Linked DNA regions of Sus scrofa: regions 2 and 3 are each linked to region 1. A link is a contact called in public HiChIP or PLAC-seq data. All regions are on one chromosome and are shown on one strand. Each heading gives the region's core, a stretch centred on a gene start, on an enhancer-like site or on the middle of the called end of the contact. The rest is flanking DNA. Distances are from core to core; before and after follow the strand shown.

The links. HiChIP or PLAC-seq counts read pairs in DNA pulled down with a chosen protein or histone mark.
Region 2: a contact with region 1 is called in an H3K27ac HiChIP or PLAC-seq map of alveolar macrophages. The contact joins the promoter of NGDN here to the promoter of ACIN1 in region 1. A contact is called at or near these places in 1 of 5 promoter capture datasets (fetal skeletal muscle) and 1 of 2 datasets of contacts at active chromatin or transcription factors (alveolar macrophages).
Region 3: an H3K27ac HiChIP or PLAC-seq map of alveolar macrophages shows a contact between it and region 1. The contact joins the promoter of THTPA here to the promoter of ACIN1 in region 1. A contact is called at or near these places in 1 of 5 promoter capture datasets (liver) and 1 of 2 datasets of contacts at active chromatin or transcription factors (alveolar macrophages).

What each region holds. Positions count from the first base shown.
Region 1 is chr7:75,948,586-75,953,036 of Sscrofa11.1, reverse strand. ACIN1 (apoptotic chromatin condensation inducer in the nucleus) reads right to left here and starts at 1,834. Exons shown (of 19, transcript XM_021099243.1): 1 at 1,523-1,834; 2 at 85-150. The coding sequence starts at 1,702. C7H14orf119 reads left to right here and starts at 1,990. Exons shown (of 2, transcript XM_003128551.4): 1 at 1,990-2,167; 2 at 3,990-4,451. The coding sequence starts at 3,991. The coding sequence ends at 4,419.
Region 2 is chr7:75,627,740-75,631,785 of Sscrofa11.1, reverse strand. NGDN (neuroguidin) reads left to right here and starts at 2,339. Exons shown (of 11, transcript NM_001244788.1): 1 at 2,339-2,379; 2 at 2,734-2,793; 3 at 3,397-3,468. The coding sequence starts at 2,368.
Region 3 is chr7:75,551,800-75,556,116 of Sscrofa11.1, reverse strand. It overlaps THTPA (thiamine-triphosphatase), which reads left to right and starts at 2,396. Exons shown (of 3, transcript XM_001928723.7): 1 at 2,396-3,578; 2 at 3,956-4,317. The coding sequence starts at 3,961. ZFHX2 (zinc finger homeobox protein 2) reads right to left here and starts at 1,241. Exons shown (of 11, transcript XM_021099229.1): 1 at 1-1,241.

The DNA of each region.
Region 1 (4,451 bases), core at 585-3,084:
TTAAGCATCAAATATACAATTATCTTGTCGTTCCATGTCTCTGTGCACCCAAAGAGCCCACTCCTAATAAACCTTCTTTCTTACCTGGGAATTTGGCTGGAATGCAGCATGGGGTGTTGAGTGTTTCTGTAAATTTTCTAGCATTAGAGCCTGGTATAAAGAAGGGTGAAAATCAGAAACCATAAAAACAAAAACAAAAAACACCCTTCTCCCAATCTCGACATTAAAAACAATCATACACACTTAAACAGTACTCCTTTTCCAGGGACCTAAAAGCCCTTTACTAATATTGTTCTCATTCATCTTCACAAGACCCCTAAAAGTGGCCATGGTCACTGCTCTCAAATGTACAGGTGTGAAATGCAGGCACATAGGGAAAATCAGTGACCTGGCTAGGCAATAAAATCAGTGACAGAACCAGTGCTACAATCCCTATTATCTTCTGCACTTCTGACTAATGTCCCTTCTAAATTTGGCCCTTCACTTCAAATAATTAAATTAGATTCAAAAATACATGAAACCAAAAAGGTTTTGGCCTGAATGAATTACTTGGTCAGTTACCCAGGAACAGGTCTACTTGAGTGAACTTGTATTGTTTCCAAGAGAGTGGCTCCTAGATTTGTCATATTTATAAGAATTTCAAAGAGGAGGCTACCGAACAAAATGACCAAAGATTCTATAAACTGTGGTCTGATCCAATACACATACGAAACTGTCAGCTTCAGTATAAGCAACGGTTTGCCAACGTAACCCTGAGCCAACCCAGCCCGAATTTGTACTATTCGGCCACGTACCCTAACCAGCACTAATTAAAACCGAGATCCTCACCTCCCCTGCGTCTACAAACCTCTACACATCAATCCATTCACCTACCTCTTGACAATCCCACCTTAATGCACAAAACCAGCCTGTCTCACCTCTCTCATCAATATTCACCAAACTCTTATCCACTCAAATTGCTTCTGGAAGCCCTATAAAGTATACACTCCTCCCTAAGCAAGTCCCTTCAAATCAAGGTTTCTCTTCATTTCACCTAATCTAATCAACTAGACTCCCCCCTCCCCCTCCACCGCTCCAATTCTATTCTTTCGGGTAAGGATACCAACCCCATCAACCCCTCCACCCAACTATACCCCTAACTCCGACCCAGCCCAACTCGCCCCCCTCAGGCCAGCAACGCCGATGGTTGTAGTGGGATTTAACTCCTTCCGCAGCGCATGCGCCGAGACCATAGACACAAACAAGGAGGGGGTGGGGGAAGGAGGAAGGAGCTTAAGACACTCTAGGAGAGTAGCGCACACCCTCCCATTTTGGGCTCGCGCCGCTACCGTTAAGGCGGGAACCGGCGCTATCTCCACTCCAGAGCGAGCCTCGCCAACCACCGTGCGCGCGGATCCGGAGGCTCGCGCTGGCGGCCTGAGCTCGCTCGCGCCGAGCCCGGACACTGCGCCTGCGCCGCGACAGAGACTCGGCTCTACCGGGTCTGCTCCCCTCCGACACGCCGGCAACGCAGTCTCCTCACCCCTTTGAGCCGCTTGACCAGGGCACTCTTCTGCCCGCTCTTGGCTAGGCCTCGCTGTTCCAGTGCGGCCTTCAGGTCGGTCACCCGCAGCGCCTGAAGAGGCTTCCCGTCCAGAGTCACCTCCTCCAGCTCCGCCATCTTGCGTGAGGTACTCGGGTCCGTCCCGACGGCTTCGGGCATCTTCGGTAATTTCCGCCAACGCCCTTCGAACGTTCCGAGCTGACCCCGCCCACTGCTAGAGTCAACCCCTCGATTACCACTTAGAATTCCCCGAATTCCTTCGGAACTGCTCGGGTGTTTCCGTCTTCACATCGGCACCAATCGGTTTTCTCCATCCTACCGGCCGCTCCTCCCTCCCTCGTGCTGCTTTCAGAGCTCGGTTCGCTTCGTCTTACCGAGGCTTTGAATCGAATCTGTTCGGAAGCTCTCGACTCTGGCATACCCATAATCGGAGTTATTCGGCTATCTCCGGACCTAAGGATGAGGCGCTAAGGCACTTGGGTGTTTGGGGCTGGTCCGGGACCGGAAGTGCGTGGGTTTCCGGGCTGGCCCTCTTTAGGGTTTTCAGGAAACCGGGAAGCGGCGGCGATGGTAGGATAGCGCTGTTGTGACGGTCTCCGGGTCCTCTGTGAGAGGAAACGGGAGGTAAGCGGGGTAAAAGTACCTCCCTGGGCCGAGTCAGACTCGGTGTTTGCGGGCTAGTCAGTAGGGCAAGCTTCCCATTCCCCTAGGGAAACAGCTGCCACCCCCCCACCCTCCGAAACCCTGCCACTCCCAGCTAAGGCTGTGTTGCTTTTTGGGACCTCGGAATGCTAGGCTCTGTAGCCTCCAAAGTTGACCGTGTCTTTGGACCCGGCTTGTCAACCAATTCATAATCATTGAACTTAAGTTTACCGTGAAAGCCATATCGCAAGACTCGGAAAAAGTTCTCCCTTTCCACGAAATAGAGAAGAAAATTCCCTTAGGAAGAATTGCTTCTTGTAGGGCCACTGTGAAAAAGGCAACGTCACTGGGAATGTTTTGGTACTGAACTGACGTAAATTGCTTCTGGCTTCCTTTTCTTTGTCACTGCAGATACTCCAATTTACAGCGGAAGAAATACAAACAGTAAAATAGGTCACAGACAAGTATTTTAAGGTTTTCATTGTTAGAGATTCAAACTGAGATTTGAAAACAATTCAAGTTGGCTGACCTTCCAGTTGCATTAGTGATGCGGATCAGTGGCAAGGCATCAATAGATATTATATTAAACATGAAAGAAAATTGTTCAGACATGAATTGTCACACATCAACAGCAGTAGAACACTTGTTAGAGCCCTAAACCACCAAACCAACTAGACTTTTTTCGGTCCTGAATAAACAACCACTTGGCTTTTTCTGTTTTTCTTACTTTGTTAATCTTATTTTGGGCAAGGTGCCCTCACTTAATCTGCTCTTTAATTTTTCCTGATGCTTTACAGGAAATAGAGGAAAATAAGGGGGTTATGAAGTTCTTGGCATATTTCAGAGGTTACATGCACATTGCAGAGAAGGCTCTTTCATCATACAGGATGTTTTTCCTTTCTTCTTTTCCCCCACTGTTGATAGCTTTGGAATGATTAGCACCTGAACCTCAACTAACTGCTTGATAAATTTAAAAATATGTACCTTTTTTTTCATTTTAGGCAAGATGTGTTGGACCTATATATTTATTTTGGGGGATAGGGGGTTCCTCAGCATGCAGAAACTCCCAGGCTAGGGATCGAACCTGTGCCCCAGCAGTGCCCATGCCAGATCCTTAACCCCTAGGCCACCAGAGAACTCCCCCCTTTTTTGGTTGGACCTATGTGAATCATTTTTTGTCTTTACTCAACCTGGAACATAGAATTAGAAGGGAAAGAATGAACACAGAATGTGGAATGTTTTGGTTATTTTTAGATTGTTTATAAGAATGATGGAGAGAGGCAGTGGGTTTGAAAAAGAGAGAGAGGAAGGAGTTCCTGTCATGGCACAGAGGTTAACGAATCTGACTAGGAACCATGAGTGAGGGTTCGATCCCTGGCCTTGCTCAGTGGGTTAAGGATCCAGCGTTGCCGTGAGCTGTGGTGTAGGTTGCAGACAAGGCTTGGATCCCAAGTTGCTGTGGCTGTGGCGTAGGCCAGTGGCTACAGCTCCGATTCGACCCCTAGCCTGGGAACATCCATATGCTGCAGGAGCAGCCATAGAAAAGACCAAAAAAAAAAAAAGAGAGAGAAGAGAGAGAGAGGAAAATTGGCAAATATGACATGCAGTTATTCTTGGGTGCCTTCACTAAGGTAGCTGGATAATAACCTAAATAAAGGACCCTGTTGTTTTTCTGTAAACTAGATAGGTGGAAAGTAATTTTCTTTGTAGATACCAATTGAGAGTGATAAGATTCTATGTTGTTAGAAGGCTGTATTTTGGTTGCTCTTTGTAGAGAGTGTGTAACAGTGCTTTTATGTTTCAGGATGCCACTGGAGTCATCTTCCTCTTCGATGCCACTATCTTTCCCTTCTCCCTTACCCTCGGTACCAGACAATATTTCTGACTCTTCCCCTCCTCCAATGTCTTACATCACTTCCCAGGAGATGAAATGTATTCTTCATTGGTTTGCCAGCTGGTCAGGTCCTCAGCGTGAACGTTTCCTACAGGACCTGGTTGCTAAGGCAGTACCAGGAAAATTACAGCCACTGCTGGAAAGTCTAGAGCAGCTTAGTGTGTCTGGAGCAAACCGACCACCTTGTATCTTTGAGTGCCAGCTACGTCTTTGGGATCAGTGGTTTCGAGGTTGGGCTGAGCAGGAGCGCAATGAATTTGTCAGGCAGCTGGAGATCAGTGAGCCAGACTTTGTGGCAAAGTTTTACCAAGCAGTGGCTGCTACAGCTGGTAAAGACTGACAGGTATTAAAATCAAAGAAGATAACCAGAAG
Region 2 (4,046 bases), core at 1,090-3,589, 320 kb after region 1:
AGCAGCACTATTCACAATAGCTGAAAAGTGAGTATTAACCCAAATGCCAATTAACTGATGAATGCAAAAATAAAATGTGGTATATCTGTACAATGAAATTTTAGCAACAGAAAGGAATAAAGTACTGATACCATGTTACAACATGTATGAACATTGGAAACATGCTGAGCAAATGCAGCCAGTCATAAAAGATCACGTATTCTATTATTCCATTTTTATGAAATATCCTGAATAGGCAAATCTATAGGAAAACACAAAGACTGATGGTTGCTTAGGGCTGGGTGGGGGTGGGCATGGTGGTTGAGGGGAAAGGGAGAATAACTGCTAATGGGTACTTTTTTAGGGGGTGATAAAAATGTTCTAAAACTGTGATATTTGCCCAACTCAAAATCATTGAATTATATTCTTTAAATGGGTAAATCAGTTGGCATGTGTATTAAATCTCAATAGAGCCGTTAAAAAATTGTTCAGTATGTATGTGCTAATGTTATGAATGATTGCCAGTTCATGTAACTGTTGAAATAGAAAACAATAAATTTAATGATCTTGTGTTCTTTGCCAATAGGTTGAGTCCTGGGAGGAGTTCTATGAAGATTTACTGTATTATTAACTCCAAGATTTTCCTGTAACAAAAGGAATGGTGGACAAGTATTTAATAATTAAAACCAAAACAAGGCAGTGTAGTTTTTGTCACTGATTTCATAATGCATGTAATCAGAATTCCAAGAAAAGGAAAGGCTTGTGACCTAATTAGACAAACATGAGATTTTCGTTGAAATGGAAAATTTTCATAATACATTCCTGATAAACAGCACAAAAACTATTCGTTAATTGACTAAGTAGGCTGTCAAGGAACCCTGAGCTTCCATGCTGTTTCTGAGAAGCAAATAAAAGCTAGAGGCAAAAGCCTGGGGACTGGATACTTAGCCCTTGCCTTCTTCCTGAGCCCAGCAAGATATTTAGAGACCAGGATTTTTCTACCCTGGTTGCTGAGATATGGAAGCTATTCCTTGCTTAATTCCAGAAGATGGTTCCAAGTCAAAGAAATCACTTTTCCAGTCTTAGGTCAGCTCCACAGTTGCAGGTAAAATTCAAGACCATGATTCTCCCCTGTGGTGCTTATTTCCCAAGGCAGACCATGGAACTATTAATGCCCATCCAGTTGATTTTATCAGCCTGTAAGATGTGGGAGTGAGATGACATTTTTCCAAGTATTTCGAAGGGTTCCTTTAATGGCTCCGCAGTAATGAGCCCTACTTCAGTATCCATGAGGATGCGGTTCCATCCCGGGCCTCGCTCAGTGGGTTGCCCTGAGCTGTGATATGGGTCTCAGACGCGGGCTTGGATCTGGCATTGCTGTGGTGTAGGCCAGTGGCTACAGCTCCGATACGACCCCCAGCATGGGAACTTCCATATGCCCCGGGTGTGGCCCTAAAAAGACAAAAAAAAAAAAAAAAAAAAGAAAGAAAGAAAGAAAAAGAAGCATTTGAAAATCTTTCAAAGAAAAGATGAGGCAAAACATGGTGAAATTCCATGCATAGGCTGAGTTTGCACCAGGTTCTTCAGGGACCCCTGTGACCAGGGGAAAATCTCCTAACTCTGAACTGCCTTCCTCAATTGTTAAACGTCTTCCTCTTCATCTCCCCAAACTGGTAGGAGGAGTGTTGGGGCAGCACCCATGGTATCTTTACACAGTGCCCCCAAGTGCGCAGGAAGCAGGTGAGTGACCTTATTGTACGTGTCTAAACTCTGGCTCTGGGCTTCTCTGGGCCAAACTCTCGTACGTCCAGATGAAAAATGCTCAGATATGGAAGGATTTCTCCAAGATCACACAAAGGCCTTGCGGGTCTGTGAGGTGTCTGGCAAGGCCTACATTGGAACAGCCGCTTGGAATGGCGGTTCCATAAGTGGCCACCTTCTTAGACCAAAGCCAAGGCCTGTCACCTAGCGGCGGATTCTGACAAAGCAACGGAAACATCGGGAAAAGAGTCCGGGTACTGCGGCATTCAGGAGCCAATACGCTCTCAGCTCGCGCAACTAACTCCTTTTTTTATTGGACCTTTCCAACAGTCAATCAATCACTTTCTCAGTTTTTATTGGCTTAGCTCCAATCAGTCTACTCAATCTACGAATCAAACGCTTCTTTCCAAGAGCATCTTTAAGTGGTGAGAGCACCTCCTAAGTCTGACGAATTTAGCCAGTTCTTCTATTTCATTGGCCGGTCCCGGCCCTTCCTCTCGTACATCCTGTTCGGGCCGGAAGTAAGAGAGCCCCCATTCCTATTGGCTTAGATTTGCAAGCCAGTTAAGTCCATCAAGACATCAGCTCTCAGGAAGTACGGTTCCGGAAGGGGCGGGTTTTGTGAAGATGGCGGCGCCGGTAAGTGTCGTGTGTATCCTTCCTAGGCTTGCTGTTGTGGACGTTTCTTTTCCCCGCAGTGGTTTGAGGCAAATTATTGACGCGAGGGAAGCGTGGTGATGAAAGTTGCTTCAGGGAGGCGTTCTTCCTGCCACAGCGGGACAAAAACAGTAATAGGGAGACGGGGTTGGGGGTTACAGCTTCTTTCCAGTAACGTGAGGGGCCGGCCGGCTGTGAGGCGAGGCTGCTTGTATACCACAGTGAGAAGGCAGGAAGTCTGGGATGTTTGAAGGAGAGAGGGGACTTTTCCACCACAGACGTCAGGTCTTATAATCCTAAGGAAAGAATGGCTTTTCTTTTTTCTCCCTTCGGTAGGAGGTGCTGGAGTCGGACCTGCCAAATGCTGTGGCACTTTTGAAAAACCTTCAGGAACAGGTGAGTAATGGCACCCCTTTGGAATAGATTAGTATTAGTCACTGATGAGCTTTGACTTTGTGTGCCTCACTTCTAAACTTTGGTGATTTGGGAGCGTATGTTTGAATAACCAAATACCATAAGAGCAAAATGATTTAATGCAAACCTTTTCAGGCTACAATGAAAAGTAATTGATTTCTGCCTCTGAAAGAATACAAAAACTCCAGGAAAAAAGCAAATGAATCAGTTTCTTTTGTTCTTATAGCTAAGGAAACTGAGAGAGGTGATATAGTTTACCATTTGAGTGCCCAGATAATATACTTTTATATAATTCTATGTATTTAAAGTTCAGTCTGTACAAAGCTACAGTGTTCTCATCCCTTTCCCATGGTTTGGTAAGATGGTCTCTTTACCTTTTTAAAGAAGTAGAAAGTTTTTTCTGTCTTTTGAAGAAGTATCAAAAGCTGTTTCTTCTGTTTTCCCAGAACTGAAAATAAGAGAGTGATGTACTTTAGGCAGTGTTCCAGATAGTTTTTAGGTGGCATTGTTTAGCTTTTGCCCTTCACAGCTCACAGAGATGACCTGATGTATTCTAGTCAGTTGTTTTGTTTGGATTAATTTCAGGTGATAGCTGTCACTGCACAAGTGCAAGCCCTGACCAAAAAAGTTCAAGCTAAGGCCTTTCCTACAGAAAAGGTAAGACAATTGAAGAGCAAGCATCCTTTGACTTGATGGTTTTTGTTTTGTTTTGTTTTTACATCTGCACCTGGGCATATGGATGTTCCTGGGCCAGGGGTTATATTGGAGCTACAGCTGGGGCCTAAGGCATAGCCATGACAACACCAGATCCTTAACCAACTGAGCAAGGCCAGGGATCAAACCCACATCCTCACAGAGACAGTGTTGGGTCCTTAACCCACTGAACCACAATGGGAACTCCTGACCTGATGTTCTCAGCAGTTCTTTCCATTGTAGATTAATGAGTATCTTTTGTGTCCTAAGTGCTGGAGCTTCGAAGATGAGTAAAATCCAGTTTCTGTGCTGAAGTCTAGTAGAGGAGGCAGGTGAAAGCAATAGGTATAAGCGGTAGCAGTCATGTTGACTCATGATGAGCGGCTGTGCAGGCTGAGGAGTGAGGTTAAATAATTACCAGAGGAGCAAAGGAAGTTAGGGCGTTTCAAAAGAGGTAATGGAATTGTGAGAAATAAATGGGAGTCAGAGGGACAGAAAGAAACAACGTGTGCAAATTTACAAAGACGTAAAAGCATGGTGAT
Region 3 (4,317 bases), core at 1,147-3,646, 400 kb after region 1:
TGTGTTGATTCCTTTTTTTCCCCTCCTCCTCCCTCCCTCCAGCGCTCACTCCGGGGCGTCGGGGACGGAGAAGGAAAAAAATAAATAAATAAATTCACGGCGGTGAGGGAAGTGAAGGAAAATAATCAATGCTATTTGGCTGCGGCTGAAGTGTTTTCCCGGCTTCGTGAGGGGGTTTCCATTGATTCACCCTGGGCACTCGCTCGCTCCCTGCCTCCTCCTCCTCCTTTTCCTCCTCCTCCTCGCCCTCCTCCTCCTCCTCCTCGCCCTCACTCCTCCGCCTCATTCACTGGCTGGAGACGAGGCGTCCCACACAATGGAATAATCAATACCCAGGCGCCCGGGGCGGCCCCACTGAGCAGGTGCAGCGGCCCACCCGCCGCGGTGTATGCCGGGAGTTGTAGTCACTTGGCTCCTGCCCGCCCACCGCCCTAGAGCGTGGTGTCCGCATGCCTTCGTGGACCGTGTGAGGGACCTGAGGCCTGAAGTAAGGTAGGCCAGCAGTCCTGGCCACCTGCTCGACTCTGTCAGTGCTTGGAGGAGATTGAAGCTCCTAGGGACTCAGAATAATTGCTATGGAGGATAAGATTCTAGCACCTAACAGGAAGGAAGGGGAACTAACAAGGCAAAAAAAGAGTGGGAAAAATAGAGAGAGGCCTCTGATGGCTCTGGGAAGCTGGTAGAAGCCAAGTCTCGTTATGGAACTGATTTAAAGCAAAATAACAAAACACATGACTGCTGTAGGCAAAAGGAGGAGAAGATGGGAAAGTGTTAAAGGATCCTGCCCTTCTTGGTGGCACTGGCTTGGAGCTGGCACCATAGTACCCAGAGTTGGGGGAGAGGGAGGGGAGGTTCTGGCTCCCCATTCTCATCTTATCACCTCATAAGCTTTCCTGTATTCTAATAATGATAACTGCTAAAATGTATTGAGTGCATAAGCACAGTTCCAGGCACTTTTGCATATATAAACTTACTTAATCTACTTCTACAGTTGATGAAACCAGGACACAAACAAGCTAACTAATTGCCCCAAGGTCACAAAGCCAATAAGTGAACATCATTCATGCCAGATTTCAAAAAAAAAATTTTTTTTGGCTGTGTCTGTGGCATGTGGCTGCTAGATTCTGGGATCAAGCCTGTACCACAGTAGTGACCCAAGCTGCAGCAGTGCGGCAGTGACAATGCCCAGTCTGTAACTGCTAGGCCACCAGGGAATTCCCAGGATTCAAAAATATTTTTCTTTCTTTTTTGGGACCACACCTATGGCATATGGAGGTTCCCAGGTTAGGGGTGGAATTGGAGCTGCAGCTGCCAGCCTGTGCCACAGCAACACCAGATCCGAGGCTTGTCCTTGAACTACACTGTAGCTCGCGGCAGTGCTGGATCCTTAACCCCCTGAGTGAGGCCAGGGGTAGAACCGGCATCCTCATGGATACTAGTCCGGCTCTTAACCTGCTGAGCCACTCTTAATGGTTTCATTCCAGAGCCCACACTGGCTGCTATAGCCTAATTCCCTTAAAAGAAAAATATCTTGGGGAGTTCACAGGAAAAAAGGAGAAAGAAACTAACATTTTGAATCTCTGTGGTGTGACAGTTTGTCCTTGACCCCTCACACTTAACTGTGAAACAGCCCATATTTTACCAAAGAGAAAACAGGTTTAAGGAGGCGAAGTAGCTTGCCCATTGCCCAACACCAATAAAGTGAAGATGGGAGTTGTCAACTCCAGGTCTATCCAGCTTTAGAGTCTGGTCTTTTCTTTTCCTTAAACTTACGCCTCAGCCCCACTGGATTGGACCTTATAACTCTGGGCGGGGGGGGGGGGGGGAGAGATTACGTCTTCCCCTGAGCAACAAAACCGAAAAGCAAAGTACAGATGACAAGCAGACCAGCAAAAGGAATTAGGGGCTGAGGTTGCTCCCCTCCCTGCCCATTGGTGCCCATCATAGGGTGGGGTGTGGGGGGGTATGCATCCAAGACACTCTAAGTTGAAGATGCCATGTCTATAAACTGGTGTCCTCCCCACAGTACCTCCCACAGGTCACATGTTTCTAGAAACATACTGGGGAGGGCAGGTGCCCACCCTAGCACTTCTCACTCATCATAAGAGGGAGCCCAGGAGTTGACAAGAGCTGCTGCTGTTCCTCCTCAAACTACCTTACCCAAGAGTCAGACATACAGTTGATGCTTCCAGGTAACCATAGTCCCAGTAAGGAGTAAGGAGAAGGAGTCTTTTCTATTTTTTGGAACCGGTGGGGGGCGGTGGTAAGCAGCTTGATATGGGAGTAAGCAGCCTGGTCCTCCCAAACCAGGAATTGAAACCAGGCTGCAGTGGTGAAAGCCCCAAATCCTAATCACTAGACCACCAGGGAACTCCTTAGCCTTCTCTATTTTGTCTCCCAAAGCAGTCGAAGGGCCATTTTCAGGTCTTCCAGTGTTTTTATTTTCTAAATTTACTTCTCTCTGCCCCATGATATGTGTAAATTCCCAGGCCAGAGATCAAACTACTCCACAGCAGCAACCTTAGCTGCTGCAGTGACTACGACAGATCCTTAACCTGTGTTTTAAGTGAACATGAATATTTCTATTCCTGACAAAGCCTGCTCAGTAGCAACTGGAAACTCAATGACAAACTCCTCAGTTGGGCACTCAAGGCCTTTTCCAACCCGCTCCTTCATTTCTTTCCTTTACCCAATGGCCAGATGCTCTCCAGCTTCTGGGCTATTGCTTACACTGTTCCTAGCTCCATCTAGGTCTCCAACCGTTGAAATCCCATCATGAGTTTAGTTTTCATCCAATAATATCTCTTCCTCCTCCTATGAAGTCTCCCACCCACCCTTATCCTGAACATTCATGGGGATGTATTATTTCCCCTTTAAAACTCCAGAGTGGCTAAACTGGTCTCAGTTATCTTCCCCTCACACCCAGCTCATTGCCATTGGCCTGCACTTAGTAGGCCATGGTAATAGTCAATAAAATACCTGCTGACAGAGAGTGAGTGGCTTCTATTCCAGCCCCATCTGCCTACAGAGTGAGGGGTTTGGACACAGGACTGGGGCCTCAGCTCCTTTCGCACCCGTCTCTCCCCACCAGCCCCAGCTCAACTTTACGTAGAGTCTGGCTGGCTTTAATCGCAGCTTTCCTGTCACTATAGCGACGGGTGGGGCAAGAAAGCAAAGTCTCGCTATGGAACTACATCTCCCATCATGCACCTGAACCCCAAGGTGCTGGGCTCAGCCTGCGGCCTGAGACCCATATGTTACCCCTTCTCCCCACATCCCCGCCCCGGGAGCCCCGAGGGCTCTGGGATGAGGAGCAGAGCGCGGGAGTACCACCTCGCTCCTTGCTCACCGCGGAGGTTGCGGCCCCTCGTAACCTAGCGGGTATCTCGGGCCCTGGCCTGCCTTCGGCACCGCCACATCGGGCCTAACATGGCCGCTTATACCGGGACCTCCCCCGTGTGCAGAGCGCCGGCCGAGGTCCTGGGCCAGGATCTGCTCCCGGCATTCCTCGCGTGCGTGGCGTGGCCTCCCTTCTCTCTTCTCCAGGTCCCGCGAGAGGGAGACTCTGGCGCGTTCAGGTGAGACCCGAAGCTCCGCTGGCTAGTCCTATGGGGAGGTCGGGCTGAGTCTTCCCAGGTAGTGAGCCGCCGACCTCCCAGAGTAGCGAGGTATAGAGGGGGCGCATTGAAAGGACATCCGCTACAAGGCTTGCTTTCTAGGGAGCCTTTTGGATTGAGGACATCATTAGCAGTGGAAGGGGTCTAACCCCAGACCTATACCTGTTGCTGAGCCTTAAAACATCAGACAGAGAAGGCCATCCATCACAGAGGCAGGGAGAAAGGGCCCCCAACAGAGAGCCTTGGGACAGTGTGTGCGACTCACAGGTTCTTGGGGAGGGGGGAAGGAAATGGGTTATTTGGGAGCTCAGTAATGTTTGTTGATGGACTGATTGCAGGTAACATGGCCTTGGGCCTGATTGAAGTGGAACGAAAGTTCCTTCCCGGGCCCGGCATAGAGGAGCGGCTGCAGGAGTTGGGAGGTATCCTGGAGCACCGAATCACCTTCCGAGACAGCTACTATGATACCCCTGAGCTGAGCCTCATGCGGTCTGACCACTGGCTGCGACAGCGAGAGGGTAGTGGATGGCAGCTCAAATATGCTGGGGCAGCAAGTGTCTCAGAACCCTGCACTAAGTACACGGAGCTCACAGCTAAGTCTGCAATTGTGGCCCAGCTCTGTGAGGTGCTGAGGGCTGAGGTCCCCAGGGCTGGGGGTGTGGCTGCTGTGCTGGACCGTCTGGGGCTGCAGGAAATAGCA